2 separate regions of the Gossypium hirsutum genome follow, and region 1 is linked to region 2. The links are chromatin contacts, called in public Hi-C maps. All regions are on one chromosome and are shown on one strand. The core of a region is the stretch at or near the end of the contact, and the rest is flanking DNA. Distances in the headings are between cores, read along the strand shown.

Region 1 (2,774 bases), core at 169-2,668, 250 kb after region 2:
CTTTAAAGTGGTTGTTGATATGATTCATTTGGCATGTTGATGATTGATTGAAAATGGTTACTTGTGACATGTTTTAGTTCATAATTGAACTAAGTTATAATGTTTGAAAATGGTAGAAGGTGATTTGGTAAGTATACATTATGTAAGTTAACTATGTTGGTACATTTGATGCCTTATTAGTTTGTGTCATTGTGACTATATCATGTTGTATGTTTTGAATGGCTCAAATGACATGTTTTGTATTGGAATAGTAATGGTCAAATTTGATGTTTGATTTGTTAGAAGTTGAATTAGGTTCGAGGATAGAAATGAGATCAAATAAATGCATGTTTAGGTAAGTTTAAATATTTGCGTTTGAGGTGCCTTGATTGGCATATTGGTTGATTCATTTGGGATCATTAAATTGGTCATTATATGTAAGTTTTGATAAGGTTTTAATGCTTTGATAATGTGCACTAAAAGTTTTTTTGGTGGATGCATGAATAGTTGTTGGAAATGGCTTGAATTTGGCCAATTTCATGTCCACACAGCTTAAGACACGGACGTGTGACTTAGCCGTGTGTGAAACACAGCCAAGCGACATGGACGTGTGTCTCCTGTAGATTTAGTTGCATGCAAGTCAGGTTGTTACACGGCCTAAAATACGGTGTGGGACACAGGCGTGTGGAGCTATTTTGAGAGTTACACGGCCTGGCACACGGGCATGTAGCTTGGCCATGTGACTCAACTCAGAGAGTTACATGGGCACGAACACGGGCTGGGACACGGTCGTGTGTCCCTATTTCGATTGTTACACGGCTTGAGACACGGGCATGTGTCTCAGCCGTGTGAGTCACACGGCCTGGCCACACTTAGTTGCCAGCAATCCTTATTTATGAAATATTATTTGGTGAGTGCATTTGATTGTAAAACCTTTGTGTTGTGATTTTACAAGCTAAGTTCTCCAAGGGGGAGAATTTAGTGTAAGATTTCTAGTCTTTAAAGGTACAAGTGTGAGTAAATTGTCACTGGGGTATGATAGGTTTAGAATCATTGGTTGTAAATGTTTGAAAATAGTAGATACTTCTCACTGAGCTAAGCTCCACAGATGTAGATAAATCGAATTGCATGTCCCCTATAGAAGTGTCAACTTCTCCAATTACTTTTGTTAATACCTAGCTTGTTACCTAACAACTAATTACAGGTCAACAATCTAAACAATGTCAACGCCAAAACTTGAATTTGGTCCAAATGCTTGGAAAAGAAATTCACTTTCACTTCTTGCAACTACTTATTGGTAATTTTTAATTTTAATTTAAATTACAGTATAAAATATTTTGAAATAATAATGTTTTATAATTTGTAGCGGAACCCAACCCAAAAATTTTGATCGTGGAAAGGCCTAAGTCATGATGGGGGGACAACCCTGGATCCATGGTTCTCACAATCTAATAAACTCTCGCTCGTGGAAACACCAGGAATACACAAAAGATAGCGTGCTTCTCAATTACTGTCACAGTTTGCCTTCATTAAGCAACACCTTCCCATCTTCACTTCTCCTACCACACACACACACACACACACACACACACACACACACAAAAAAGGCAGTTTAATGGCGAGATATATTTCAAAGATAGGTCCCATTATTAAGAACCCATCAATGGAACAAGACAAAAAAACACAAACTAATTCTATGGTTGTTTCTGCTCCACGTACATTATTTAACACTAAACCATGTTTTTTCTTTATAAAGAAATTAACTCAATTATCAACTGTTGCGATCTCTTCTCTTCGCCTCTCCTGTTTCTTGCTCCTAAAACATATAGTCGCCTGCTTCGAACTTAGTTGAGAAAGATAGATGCTTAGGTTAAATGTTTATTGTTCTCTAAATATTCCTATTCCGGAACATATTAAGCTTGGGAGTAGTTATGGTTCAGGCTTACCTAAGTTCCGTGGTGGACCCAAGCTGCCTCGTCGGGTTTCAGTCAGGGCGTTAAAAGATGAGATGGACGGTGGTATGAGCGGCGGCTTTCAAGGCCGGAGCTGGGAACCTGGCTTGGAAATTGAGGTCCCTTTTGAACAAAGACCGGTATGTTCTGCGCATTTACTGTAACTAAAATCTCAAAGTTCCTTTGAAAGCATGGAAAAGCTTGTGATTTGCTAGGCATACATGGATTCTGAGTCGGATGTAACATGTCTTGTAGGCTATCTAATCTATACTGTTATCAATGCATTTCTTATATATATATATATATATGATCATACTCACCATTATCTGTTTGGCGAAATAGGTGAATGAGTACTCGTCCCTGAAAGATGGACCTCTGTATTCATGGGGCGAACTGGGACCAGGCCAATTTTTCCTTCGACTAGGAGGACTCTGGCTGGTAACTTTCACGGTTCTTGGAGTCCCAATAGCAGCTGCAAGCTTTAATCCTTCAAGAGTAATGTTATTCAGACTCGTCATTTTCCTTAATTATTTATGTTCCAACACATATTGGAACAAGCATACCCTTATCGAAAACATTCCGGTACGACACAGTATAATTGGTCCAAATAACGTTCTAATTCACACCTTGCAGGAACCTTTAAGATTTGTGCTTGCAGCTGGAACAGGAACTCTCTTCCTCGTGTCACTGATTGTATTAAGAATTTATCTGGTATGTTTATCTTCTTCAAGTTTTTAGACTGTTTCAGTCATGGCCATTTGTTAATCATTCCGGTGGGTATAATTGTGTTTGCCATGTATATCTAAGAAACATGCCGGCTTCAATATGCATGTGATTTATACA
Region 2 (3,150 bases), core at 122-2,621:
CTACGTTTGGCTTCATCCAAGTTCATTTCAAAGGTCTATAACGAGCCAATTAGCTCATCAATCCATAAACTATCTAGGTACTTTGCCTCCTTGATGGCAATGACTTTGATATCAAATCTCTTAAGTAATGATCTCAACACCTTCCTAACCAATTTGGAATTGAAATATTCTTCTACAAGGGCAAATGCTTGATTAGACAGATCACAAAGTTTTGCATAAAATTGACCAATGGTTTGTAAACTCTGCAATCTTAGGTTCTACATCTTAGAATGCTTTATGTATTGGTTCTTTCATGGGCAGTTTAAAGGATGTTACATGCCTATTTAGTAATTGTACACTTTGATACCCTCTTAAATTCTTGTTCATTGACATCACAAAAGATAACATAAAGAGCTTTCAAATGATATTTGCAAGACTTTCTTCATCAATGGTCTAAGCTAACTCAATTCTTCCTACTTCTGTCTCAATCATAGGTGGTTGTCATCCTGTGAGAACAAAACATCATGCTTTCTCATTAGTGGACTTGATGAAGGCTTTCATTCTTGCCATCTAATAAGCATAGTTAGAACCTTTCAACATAAATGGATCGAGCAATTAAAGATCATTTCATATCTAACAATTAACAAAATCAGGAAACACCATTAGCTAAGTGTTAGGCTCTTATACCACATGTTGAAACGGACAGTTGCTAATTTCTAAGAAAAATAGAGTGCTTTAATGGAAGTGATGGTTGTAGTGGCTACTACAATTACCACTACGATGAACACAACAAAAGAACAAAACACACAGGATTGTTTACGCAGTTCGCTTTCCCTATATCTTTGAAGCCTAGCTCAGTGAGTAAATCAACTATCTTTAATCTCAGTACAACAAATGATTCAAGTTTTATCACACCTTGATATAGAAACCTCACTTTTGTACCTCAGGATCTAAATCACTCACCTCTAAGTTCTCCACAGTAAACTAAACATGTTTACTCTCTCATGCACTCTCAAAAACATGTTCCACTATGAAAAAAATAAGTACTATCAATACCAATACAAAACATATACAAGTGTCTCAAATATATAAGATTTCGAGAATTGCTAACATGCTAGAGATTAATTACAATTCAGTCTCCTATTAAATAGTTGTTAAAATAGCAAGATACAATATAATAATAAAGATTAATGTAAAGTGGATTATGGAGATATGTCTTCAATTCTATCTCGATCCAATCCAACCTTTAAGATAAATTGCTTCAAATGGATTGATATTCGTATATGAGGTTTCATACTTTCACAATATCAATATCATTTAAAGCCTAAATATTTTATTTCAAAAATTGTGAATTTCAAAATGACAAGTAATAATCAGCCGTAGTGTTTAAGTGTAACTATCACTACAGTTGACACTTAAATAATCACTTCGAAGTTTTACGTCAACAAATCTGATGATCTTAGCATGATCATCAACACCTTCAAGATAGTTTTGGTAACCTTCTACTCTCATCATATTCAAATTTCATGAATTCTGAAAAAAGAAAAAAGAGTAACGACTAGATAGCTAAAAAAATCTAAAAACAGGGAATACCCCAATGATTTTATTGTATTGCATTGTGATGTAGTCACTCACTGTCTGGAACTTTCCTCTTGACAAAAGGAAATTTTGATGTTTGATACTTTGGACCAAACCAATGCACTCGCGTAGATGGTCGGACAAATCCAACGCACAACTAAGCTCAAAGCTAACCAGCACTAGTTTATACTTACACTTGCTTTTTTTCTTACAAAAAAAAAAGGCGCACGTGTTCCTTTGACCTCGATGACTCCAAAAGAAGGTTCCAAAAAACAGAAGTTTTTGCTTGCTCGCTCGCTCGCTTCATGCCCTAATCTCTTTTTGCTCTACTCTCTTATTCAGTTCAAAAAAATTGTGAATTCAGTTTCATAGTTCGTTATTTCAGGTGGGTTTTTGCTCTCTTTCTATTTTAGTTTGTTTTTCTTAACCGTTTCACTTCTTTTTCCTTCCCGAGGGGGTTATGGATAAAGCTGAAACTTCGGTGTCTGGAACTCGTTCATGGTTTATGTTAAGGTGTTTCCTTCTTTTATTTAATGTTCTGATTTGAGATGGGTAGATTTGTGGTCGGAGTTTTTGTTTTATTTTTGGTTTCTATTGATTTATTAGAAAACCGTTTGACTTTGATCACCCTTTGACTTGCTAAGATGAAATGACATTAGGAATTTTGGTGATTTTGATTAAGAAATAAGTTTAACTTTATATGGCTTTTGGCTGAAATTTTTAGATTTGGGATGATACTGAGGAACTTGGAAACTGAAATGCCAGGTGGTCGGAAATTTTCCAGAATAGGTACTTTAGAGCTGAAATCTCAGATTGTAAGGAAGATTGGGCGTATAAAAACGGAGGAGTACTTCAATCTGCTTACTAGATTTTTGAGTCTTAGGATTGGGAAACCCGAGTTTGATAAGCTCTGCATTGATACAATAGGGAGAGAAAATGTTCGTCTTCATAATAATCTCCTGATATCAATTGTTAGAAATGCTTCGCTTTCAAAGACTCCTCCATCGGTGGAGAACAAGTTTGAAGCTTCTTTAAGTGTTAAAGCGTCAAATGGGTACCAAAGAAGCAATCTTCAGTCACTGTGCAAAGACTTTCCTCAATCCCCTCGTAAGAGTCGGACTCCGAATCTTCGTGATCGTAAGTTGAGGGACCGCCCAAGTCCTTCAGGGCCTCATGGGAAGAGCCATAACAATACTACCTGTGAGGATGCAATTCGTAAAGTTCAAGAACAGCAGAGTGCTACTGAGTTTCTTTCTTTGGGTAGCAGACCGCCTGGCTCTGTCGAGGATGGAGAAGAGGTTGATCAAGCTACGGGAAGTCCGGGCACTTACAGTAGAAGTCCTGTTAGAGCTCCACTTGGCATCACTTTGAACACTAAAGGAATGCGAAATTTACCATGGAACCGAGCAGCATCTGCTTCCGAAACTTGTTATTGCCGGGGCGAACTACCTGACAGCGGTTCTTTGAGGAAGAGGTTGGAACAGAAGTTGGAGATGGAGGGACTAAATATCTCTATGGATTGTGCCAATTTTTTGAACAATAGCCTTGATGTTTACATGAAGAGATTGATCAAACCCTGTTTGGAACTGGCTC

Evidence for each region. Hi-C and Micro-C count contacts between places; a contact is called where the count stands out from the background.
Region 1: a contact with region 2 is called in a Hi-C map of leaf, with 1.7 times the contacts expected there. The contact joins the promoter of LOC107945354 here to the promoter of LOC107945361 in region 2. A contact is called at or near these places in 2 of 34 Hi-C or Micro-C datasets (both in leaf).

Annotation. Positions count from the first base shown.
Region 1 is chrD12:29,725,655-29,728,428 of Gossypium_hirsutum_v2.1, forward strand. It overlaps LOC107945354 (protein CONSERVED IN THE GREEN LINEAGE AND DIATOMS 27, chloroplastic), which reads left to right and starts at 1,419. Exons shown (of 7, transcript XM_016879321.2): 1 at 1,419-2,071; 2 at 2,274-2,426; 3 at 2,565-2,642. The coding sequence starts at 1,841.
Region 2 is chrD12:29,475,382-29,478,531 of Gossypium_hirsutum_v2.1, forward strand. LOC107945361 reads left to right here and starts at 1,372. Exons shown (of 2, transcript XM_016879335.2): 1 at 1,372-1,942; 2 at 2,282-3,150. The coding sequence starts at 2,289.